Regions from separate parts of the Pan troglodytes genome. Here region 2 is linked to region 1. Evidence: chromatin contacts called from public HiChIP or PLAC-seq data. All regions are on one chromosome and are shown on one strand. The core of a region is the stretch at or near the end of the contact, and the rest is flanking DNA. Distances in the headings are between cores, read along the strand shown.

Evidence for each region. HiChIP or PLAC-seq counts read pairs in DNA pulled down with a chosen protein or histone mark.
Region 2: an H3K4me3 HiChIP or PLAC-seq map of stem cell-derived excitatory neurons shows a contact between it and region 1, with 4 times the contacts expected there. The contact joins the promoter of SLC22A15 here to the promoter of NHLH2 in region 1. A contact is called at or near these places in 1 of 1 datasets of contacts at active chromatin or transcription factors (stem cell-derived excitatory neurons) and 1 of 1 other capture datasets (stem cell-derived neural stem cells).

What each region holds. Positions count from the first base shown.
Region 1 is chr1:113,066,582-113,071,808 of NHGRI_mPanTro3-v2.0_pri, reverse strand. NHLH2 (nescient helix-loop-helix 2) reads left to right here and starts at 3,300. Exons shown (of 3, transcript XM_001148497.5): 1 at 3,300-3,604; 2 at 4,007-4,335.
Region 2 is chr1:113,196,256-113,201,554 of NHGRI_mPanTro3-v2.0_pri, reverse strand. It overlaps SLC22A15 (solute carrier family 22 member 15), which reads right to left and starts at 1,570. Exons shown (of 12, transcript XM_001148217.6): 1 at 1,368-1,570. The coding sequence starts at 1,454.

The DNA.
Region 1 (5,227 bases), core at 2,051-4,550:
AAACATGTCCTTCTTTACAAGGCAGCAGGAGAGAGAAGAATGAGAGCTGAGCAAAGGGGGAAGCTCCCTATAAAACCATCAGATCTCATGATAACTTACTCTTTATCATGAGAATAGCATTCAATTACCTCCTACCCGGGAATTATGGCAAGTACAATTCCAGTTGAGATTTGGGTGGGGACACAGCCAAACCATATCACTCACTAACCACCCCTGAATGCAAAGGTGGCAATTTATCTAAGTTTTGTGTGTATGTGTATTTCTCCCTTGCCATATGCATTTTGGTGAATAGTTCTGTGTGAGTATATCTGTGTAGGAAACAATGACAGAAACAGTAGTACTTTGTGTCTGAGAGTGCAGTTTCTGAATTTAGACCACCTGAATCTCTATCTTAGCTCCATAATTTATTAGCTATGTGACCTTGAGTAGATTATCATCTTTCCCATGTCCTAGTTTTCTTATACACAAAATCGGGACAACAGTACCTACCTACCTCACAGGTTTGTGGTGAAGGTTAAATAAGTTAATATGAGCAAAGTCACTATACCTAGGTCTGACATATGGAAAATGCTCATTGTAGTTTGGCCACCAGAACTATGGACACACACACACACACACACACACACACACACACGGGTGAGTATATCTGGATATGTTTATTTTTCTATGTCAATATATATCTGTTCCTCAATATGTATTTATACTGAATAATAATAATGATAGCCAACACTTACTGAACATGAGTTCTAGGCATTAGTTTAAGCACTTTACATAGATTATCTTGTTCACCTTCAGAAAAAAACATGACATAACATTACATAACATGCTTTGATTATTCTCATTTTACAGATTAGAAAACTAAGGTCCAAAAAGGTTAAGTAACTTACAACTAAATTCACACAGCTAGCATATGACAGAGCCACAAAGCCGGACTTTTTAAGTCACTACTTATCACCTCCCCATTCATTTAATAATATTATTTAATATTACTCTTATAGTCTATAATATCATAATTTGTATGGTGCTTAGTATTTTATCAAATATTTTCAAATACATTGGGTCTCATAGCAAGCCTGTGAAATGAGAAGTGCAATATTATTAATCTCATTTTTATAGGAAAGAAAATTGATAGAACTGAACCATGGGTGTCCTTTAGTGGAAGCGTTTCTATGTTACAAATATCTGGGGTACCTCTGTACATAGAGTCACAGCATAAATGAACTGAGTACCTATAATGTGTCAAGCTCAGACATTAGTGCTGGGGATATAAGCTACAGACCTCCCCTGGAAGCATCATAGCCTAGGGAGAGAGACCAGTGTGGTAACCAAGAACCAAGAATCACGGTACACAATATGTAGTCTCTAAGGGAGACATGAAAGGAGTGCTTATGGAGCACAGAAGGAGGGGCCATCTGTGCCAGGGAGGTCTTAGAAAAGGCAAAGGGGTGGGGGAGGGGGAGGCTTTGATGGAAGAAAGACTGTGTGTGTGTGAATGTGAATCCATGTCTGTGTCTATGACAGTGTGGCTAGGCATCACTAAGTATGGATCTGAGTGTGTACCTGTTTATATAGGCTTACTTCTGTAAGCATTAATTTTTGTGTATGCTGGCTGCTGGTATAGAATGAGTAAGCCTGAACATAAAAGGGAATTTGTCTGGTATCACACACACCATAGCAGAATTGGACCTGCCCTGATATGCACACCCCGTCATGACTCCCCAACACCAGGGGAACCAGAGATGCTGGTCCTTTCCCACTGTAGCAGCTGCCCACTCTAGAGCTATGGTGATTAGACCCACCAGTTTTTTTCAATCCATCAGTCTGGATGTGTGGTGGTCTAATAGAGCCAGCCAGCTTGTATGATGAAGGGGGAGGAGGTACAGGTATCTGTGGGTGTGCATCTGTGTGCACACTTCTGGTTGTGTGTGAATGCTTAGCATTGGCTGTTCCTAACTAGAGTGAGAAAACCTCCCTTCTCCCTTCATTGTCACCACCTTGGGGTGTTTATCCACTCACCCATTTCCATTGCCACCTGTATGGGACCGGCTTCCATCTTCACTTTAACATTCTGGGGATATCTAAAATATACCTCTGTGCTGGGGTTAGGCAGAAGCAAGGCTGGGGAGTGTTGGTGCCCTTATTTGTTGGAGGCACTCCCTCCTTTCCCCGACCCCTGCCCCACTGTGGTCCAGGAATCTCTCAAAGGAGCAAAAATGTGGGCAAAGGCAAATAGTACTTGTGGAAGCCATGAAAAACCCGGAGGGTCACTCCCAGGGGTGGGCTGCTCAATGTGCCTCCCCTGGTGATAAAATCTGCTTTTAGGGCAAAATTAAGGAAGACAAGTGAGGACTCCTCTCTCCACAAATGTTCCCCTAGGAACTGGCGGGGTGGGAGTAAGGCTGTAATGCTCTTTTATTTCTTTAAGCTTGTATGATCAAAACAAGCTAAAATAATCACAAATAATATGTTACTGATATTAACTATGAGTATCTTCATAAAGTGGCAAAATAATTGAACTAGATTTTATTTTTTATTATAAGGTATACAAATTCAGGGCCATGGGATCATGTAAGGCAAAGGCATTATGTACTGGAATACACTGGTAATTTGTGTTTACATCTTAGCACAAGCACTGCCACGCAGTACAATATATTAGCATGTTAAGATGGGCAAGAATGAAGTGCAATAATCAACACATGTAGCATGTCATATTTCAGCTTGAATGAATGAGTGGGTGGAGAGAAAAACAAACATACAGAAAAGTAGAATTATCTCATATCGTGGTCCGTGAATATGTGGATTCTCTTTCTAGTTCCACCAATGGCTTAATCTATTGAAGGGTTCTTACCATCTATTGATAAGTTAGTCTCATAGCAGATCATTTCTCAAAAATGTTAATATGCTTAATCAAACCTTACTGAAGTATCTTTTAAAATGTAAATGATCTCTAATAAATGTTAGCTGTTGCATGTCTAAATACTTTATTGCAGCATCTTATATAGTATATATTTCCATGTTCCGGACACAAATATTTTTCTAAATATTAAGGGAAAGTGGTGGCTTTGTAATATGCCAGGGGAATTTTTTGATAGTCAATATATTGTTTATTTGTACTTAAATATTTCATCAATAATCTGGAAAAGAGAAATAGCCTGACTACGGCTAGATACTGTTTAGAGGCTAAGATTTCTATCATGAACTGCTTTCAATTGTTATATTTTATGGCACAGATTCAGTGGGAATCTGATCTGCTAAAATATTTGGGCTGTGAAAACTCCCACACTGTGACAGATGTCAAGTCCAATTAAGTGACTCATGTCCAGGTTTCTGTCCAATAGGATTTCCCATTAAATATCAATTTAGGGGAAAAAAATTCCATCCCCCTTCCTAAGCCTTTATCTCTTCCACCATCTCCAGGCTGAATCAATTGGTACCAGGAGAGCCCAGAAGCCACACACGCATCTCTGCCTCTTTGCTCTGGCTCTCCCACCCTCTTCCCGTCTTTCTCTGCTTCCTTGTCACTGTTACTCCAGGAGACGTTCACTTTTCACCAACCTTTCTCCAAGCATCTCCAAGCCACTGACTATATATATTTTGCTACAAGGTAAAGAGAAGAGGGGGTGGGGACGGGGGATATAGCCAAACCTTGAAAGACTTTGAAACTGGAAAATAGGTGTCTATTTATACAACATACAAGTAAGTGAGGGAAGAGGAAGAGGCAACCTTAGCTCCTAGTTACAGTATTGTGTTCCTGGGAACTGGGGAGATATCAGCTGAACAAAGCCTTATCTCAAAAAAAAAAAAAAATCACTTCTGAGCAAGATCACATCTCTGTCCTGCACTTCCCAGTTTCTGCTCAGCCGTATTAAGGGAAAGAAAGGCATACGATAGGAGCGGAATCTTATCTTAACCATCTTTCTTATTGATTATTCCGCTATTAGAAAGTGGAGGAATCAGCCCTTTGATGTGATTGTGTTTATCTCTGCATCTCTTTTGTTATTTTTAGAGACCTAGAAGAGGAAAAAAGGCACGAGACTTTTCAACACATCGTTTAAAAAAATCATCAACGAATTTCTTGAAATGTTTGAGAACAATTAAAAGGAAAAAGCGTTTTTTAAAAAATCTATCAACTAAGTGAACAATCATTCATATCGTCTACATCCTGAGATATTATTGTCCCTCGCTGCGGACACCAGCGAGATGACAGCTGCTTTTTCATTTTTGAATGTAATAAATATTTGCTGCTTTTAATATTTTCCGGAATCTCCCCTCGCTATTCCTTGGAATTTTAACTCTAAAGATTGGAGAACAGATTATCAAAAAGGCTTTTGCAAGGTAAGACTCCTTTAAATAATTTTTTTCAGCTTGAAATAAGTTAGATTATTCATACTGCGTCTATAGATGCAGTTCATTCCATAAAGAGATAAAACGCATACACGACATACTATTTATGAATATTTTTAAAGATCTAGAGGAGAATTTAATATGCTTTGAGGGCAACCCAGGAACTTTTTACCAGAACTACAACTATTTAGTGGTTTATTGTGATTTTCCATTACTCGTCTATTTATTTCTGCCCTTTCAAGCTGACTGTGTAGGTGCAAGTTGTTCTACTCATAAACGTACCCGAGAAAAGCCCGTAGGGAGTCACATGCAGTTCACCGGGAGCATTTGTTTTTATTTTGCCGTAGAGGACCTGATTTCCTCGCAGGGAAATTAAAGCTGTTTTGGCCCAATTCGCTCCTCTGCAAGTGCGGTGCTGGGAACCGATCACCCATCCCCTTGCTTTTGTTTCTCTAGAAGCAAACGCTCCTATACGTCGCCGACGCGGATTTCTCCCGTGCCGAGCGTCGCTGAGGCTGCCCACGCCGGGGCCCCGAGTTCGCAGCCTGGTCCTCACTCCCGACGCCCAGGGGCGGTGCGTGCAGCCCCTGCAGGGGCCTTTCTCCTCCTGCCGGGCCCTTTCTCGAAGCCCGAATTACCCGGAAGCCCAGCGGTTCTGAGCGGCCCCCTCCCAGAAGGCGCACAGTCCGGGCCAGTGCTCCAGGCGCCCCAGAGAAGCCTGGCCAGGTGGCGTTTCCAAGAGGGCACAGTTAAGTTAGAGGAAGGCTAAGCACCGACATGCCCGGACTTGGCCAGGCCACCCGGGGACAGCTGCAGCCTGCCGAGCTCCGGTTCCGGGAGCGCCCGAACTTTGCCGGCAGAGATGCAGCTCCCGCCGGGACAA
Region 2 (5,299 bases), core at 321-2,820, 130 kb before region 1:
TTCTTCTTTCTCGGTATTAAATACTCTTATCATTTAGCTTGAACGTTTTTTCTCCCTGGGGAAAGCTTGTTTAAAGCTAAAACAACGAGCTTAAAAGAACTTCAGAATACCACATATTCGTGAGCTGAGAACTGTTCGGCTAGAAAAAGAACTGACTCCATCATTTGAACCGTTTCTGGCTGATGATGAAATCAGCTGAACTTCCAAACATTTTAATCAATAAGTCAACCCCTACCTTCCCCCATCTTCCTGTTGAGTCACTGTCTTATGCAAGCTTTAAGCAACTTGTGGACTGGCGGCTATATCCATGACCACTCTGTACTTCCTGCAGAATAACTATCATCACATGCTAACTAAATTACTTAACTGTCTGCCTGCCCCACCCGCAGCCACTGGAATGCAAGCTCCTGAGGGCAGTGAATGATTTGTCCACCATGGCATCCCTATGTTCAGCACATCCTAGCCCGTATTAAACGTGTTGACTGAAGGAAAGAGTAAAATGGCTGGCTCACAGCAAATACTAAGAAAGGATTTGTGAATGAAATGCCTCTGGCATATTGAGAGAAGCGACTAATGTCAAATGAGCCATTTAAGTTGGTGAAGGACTAATCCTTGCCTGGCGCAGTTAATCTGTAGTGACCTTTCGCATATGGAATCGATATTTTGAGGCTGGGGTGTACAAGTAGGTTCTGAGAATTCTTTATAATGAAGAAGTGATTCCATTTGATAACCACACATGGTAGATGGCACTATTCGGCTTACGGGAGTCTCAGCCCAAGGCTGGCGCAGGGCCGAATGAGCCAGCAGAACTTAAACCAGAGGGAAATAAATCCTATGCTTTGAAAGCCCCTAGAAGAGTAAGCCCCCTCAAGCCCAGGAAAAGGGGCAGAGGACACCCGGCGCAGAGGGAGGCGATCCTAGACACAACCTTTTGTCTGCAGATTATCAAGACTGTGTCCTAGATTCCAAGGTGACAGTGCCACAGGTAGGGTAACAATTCCCTTCATATTTGCAGCGTGTTATAGGCAACAGCGTAGGGCAGGTAACACAATTTTGCATCCCTCCTTAACCAGCATAGCGGCTGAGAAACCTCCCCCAACACGCTCCTTCCACCACTCAAGGTGGCGGGGTGGAGGGCCCGGCAGAACCCAAGAGGCTCTGAGGCCGGCCGGCGACCTTGACGCTGCCGGCCGGGCCCAGGCCACCGCGCGGCGCCTCGCCCCTGCCCCACCCCGACGCTCGCCACACCTCTGTGTTTGCAGAGCCTCGGCCTCGGCCCCGGCCCCGGCGGTCTGGGAGCGGACGCCTAGCCCTGCGCCGGGCGGCCCTGAAGAGGGAAATGCGGCTGCGGGGCCGCGGGGACTTACCTGCAGCAGCACGGCCAGCAGGAAGCACAAGTACATCTGGTAGATGCCCATCTCCCCCACCGCCTGGAACGCCTCCTCCACCTCCATGGCGGGCCGCGCGCAGGAACCCCGCCACCCCACCGCCCTCTCAGGCGCTGCCCTCCCGCCCAGCGCGGCAACCCCTGGGCGCCCGGCACCGGCTTGGACCCGCCGGGGCGGGGATGGAAGCGCTGGCGGCGGGGCCGGGGCGGGCCGGGCCGGGGCGGGGCGCCTGCGCGGGCGGCGGGGCTGTCAGGCTCGAGAGGTGGACGCCGGGCGGGGAGCGGGGAGCGGAGCCGGGCTACGCGGGGCGAGGGGCGAGGAGGGCGTTCGAGATCCGGGGCTGGATGCCCTGGACCCGGGCCTCTGGACTTCCTGTTTAAAAAAAAAAAATGGTGTTTTGGTGTACGTTTTGTTTTGAGAGGGACGGCTGTCTGCGCCTTAAAGTGAGGAAAGAGGAAGTGGGCCGGGCTGAGGGCCTGAGAAGAAACATCGGGACCGCGTCCGCGTGTGACCCAGGGCTCTGCCTACAGGGGACCCGCAGCTGGCGGGCGGCCTGGCGGCTCTCAGCAATGCCTGTCGTTTTGCCCAAACCAGTTTAATGCGGGGGCTTGGGGAGCCCTAGAGCCTTCAGAGAAAAGTGCTGTCTGTGCAGTATTTCTTTCCAGTCCTATTCTGTGCTAGCCATGGGTTAAGTACACTGGTAGGCAAGCAAATTCTTGTAAAACCGTCGGATACATTTGCTTATAGAAGTATGCACGAGGTACAAAGGAAGTGCAAAAGACGAAGGGGCAGGATGTGATGGCTGCCAAGGTATTTAAAGGATAAATGGCAGTTTGTCAGGTGGAAATTAAAAAAAAAAAAAAAGCGTGGCAGGGCCAAGGGACGCTGGACACCTGCGTTAGTCCCCTCATGCCTCCACCTCCTAACCTCATTTGCCTTTTTGTTTATTATGTGTTGTCTTTTTAACAGCTGCATAGTATTCCATTGTCTAGACCATGACTCCTAGTTTAACATTGAATAGAAATGGCGACCAGCTAGTGTCCTTGACCTGCCAGTATCCTTCTTATGCTTCCAAAATTTTCCATTAATTGTGATGTCTGTTGCAGCGTATTGGTAGCTAGGCTTTACTGGTCAGCTGCTTTCTTTTTTTTAGCAATTAAATGAATGCTCACTGTAATTGAATTTATCAGTGGGTTGGAAACTGTAAACTCTATAAACTCTTAAGATTTTTTTCTCTCTCTCTTAAGGAAACGTTTTCTGTATAAGTACTATTAATAGTTTTAAAAGTTTCCTTCTTTGGCTGTTTCCTACGAATCCTCATTATTAATAAATGCTGAAGTTTAATAAGTGCTTTTTGCATTTATTGACATGATCCTATTGTTTTTCTTCTTGAATCTGATAATCGGGTACATTATGGTAATAGTTTTTTTGATATTGAACTTTACTGGAATAAATCCTATTAATACTTGCTCACGATATTGCTATTTATTGCCAAATTTAATTTGCTAGTGTTTTGTCTAGGGACTTTACATCTGTGACTAGCGAACTAGGCCTATAATTTTCTTTTCTTCCTGATGCTTATGTCTAGATTTGGCAGTAAGATTTTATAGTGCTTTCATAACATGAGTGTGAGTGTTTGGTAAAACTCTCCTGCAACCATCTAGACTTAGCTTGTTTTGCAGGGGGAGCCTCTTTATTACAGATTTATAGATAATGGGTAAAGATAAATAGGTGTGTATAACTAGATATATTCGTATGTCTTTGCATTTCTTCTTGAACCACTTTTTTTCTAGAAGTGTTTCTATTTTATCTAGTTTAGAAATTGTTTTTGGAATAAACTAGTTCACATTGTTTTCTTGGGATTTTTAAAAATAAGGGTCTAACTGTTTATGTCCCATTTTTCATTCTGAATAGTGTTCATCTTTATTGTTCCAATCTTATCAGTCTTGCCAGAGGTTTGTCTACTTTATTATTTTTTAAAAAGTTTTGTGAATTTTTTTTATTTCATAGATTATATGAATTCTTTCTTTTTTTTTTTTACTTTTGTTACTTTGTAATTCTTTTACTAGCCACATGACTTGAAGTTTAGCTTCTTTGCTTTTAATATTTCTTTTTGAAGAATAATTATGTGTGGCTGGGCTCAGTGGCTCACGCTTGTAATCCCAGCACTTTGGGAGGCCAAAGCTGGTGGATCACCTGAGGTTAGGAGTTCAAGTCCAGCCTGGCAAACATGGTGAAACTCCATCTCTACTAAAAATACAAAAATTAGCCGGACGTGGTGGCACAGGCCTATAGTCCCAGCTACTCAGGAGGCTGAGGCAGGAGAATCACTTGAACCTGGGAGAAGGAGGTTGCAGTGAGCTGAGATTGTGCCATTACACTCCAACCTGGGCAACAGAGCAAGACTCCGTCTCAGAAATAAATAAATAAATAAAATAATTATATTTAAGGTTGTACTTACCTTTCTATAGGACTTTGCTCCATCCGACAAGTTTTGTCATGTGGTACTTTTGTTGTCTTTACTTTTAAATATTTCATGACATTGTCATTTCTTCTTTAACCAATGAGCTATTTTTAGTGCATTTTTTGTTTCCAATTAAAGGTTGCTATTTTTTTTACCATCTTTTTAGTGTTGTTTATAATTTATATGCTTTGTAGACAAAGATTATATTAAATCTTGGAAATTGTTTTAATTTTTTGTGACCTAATATGTGATTTTTCTTTTTTTTTTCTTTTTTTTTTTTTTTTTGACAGTGTCTTTCTCTGTCACCCAGGCTGCAGTGCAGTGGCTTGATCACATCTCACTGCAGCCTTAATCTCCCCAGCTCAGGTGATCCTTCCACCTCAGCCTCCCAGGTAGGTAGAACTATAGGCAGACACCACCATGGCTCATTTTTATTTTTTGTAGAAATGGGGTTTTGCCATGTTGCACAAGTTGATCTCAAACTCCTGACCTCAAGTGATCCACCCACCTCAGCCTCTCAGAGTGCTGGGATTACAGGTGTAAGTCACCATGCCCAGCCCGTAGCCTTTTTTTTTTTTTTAATGTTCCACGTATATTGAAATAACATATATTCTCCACTTGTTGTGTGCAAGATTCTCTAACTATTAATCAAACTTGTTGATCTAATTTTATTTAAGTAGTCTATATTATTACTTAATTTTTCTGTGCTGAATGTATCAGTTTTTAATATATCAAAATTTTCCAAAATTAATATCATTTTTGAGTGTATCAAGTTCTCTTTTTGTCTCTGTGTGCTCATAAAGGTACTAATTGAATCTTTTTTATCATGATGAAATAGCTCTTTTTAGTGCTTTTGGTCTTTTTTACTTTGTCTCATATCAATATTCTGGCATCGCCTTTTCTGTTGTTTGTATTTTCCTTGTAATCTTTTTATTCTTATATCGTCTTTTTATGTTCATTCTGTAAGTTTCTTTCTGCTTAAGGCATATGTCTTAGTCTATTTTGGCTCCTATAACAAAATACCTTAGACTGGGTAATTCATAAACAACAGAAATTTATTACTCACAGTTCTGGAGGCTGGGCAGTCTAAAATCAAGGCACCGGTAGATTTGGTGTCTGATGAAGGACTGCTTTCTGCTTCAAAGATGTCACCTTCTTGTCGCATCCTTACAGTAGGAGGACAAGAGAGCTCTCCAGAGTCTTTTATGGGAGCATTAATCCCATTCATGAGGATGGAGCCCTCATGATTTAATCACTTCTCAAGGGCCCTACTTTTTAATACTATCACATTTGGTATTAGGTTCCAACACTAATTTAGGGGGACACTGCTGTCATTTGAATGTTTCCCCTCCAAAATTCAGATGTTCTCAATGCAAGAGTATTGGGAGGTGTGTAGTGACCCTAGCCAGTGAGAAGTGAAGTGGGGACTGCTGCTAGCGAGCAACCA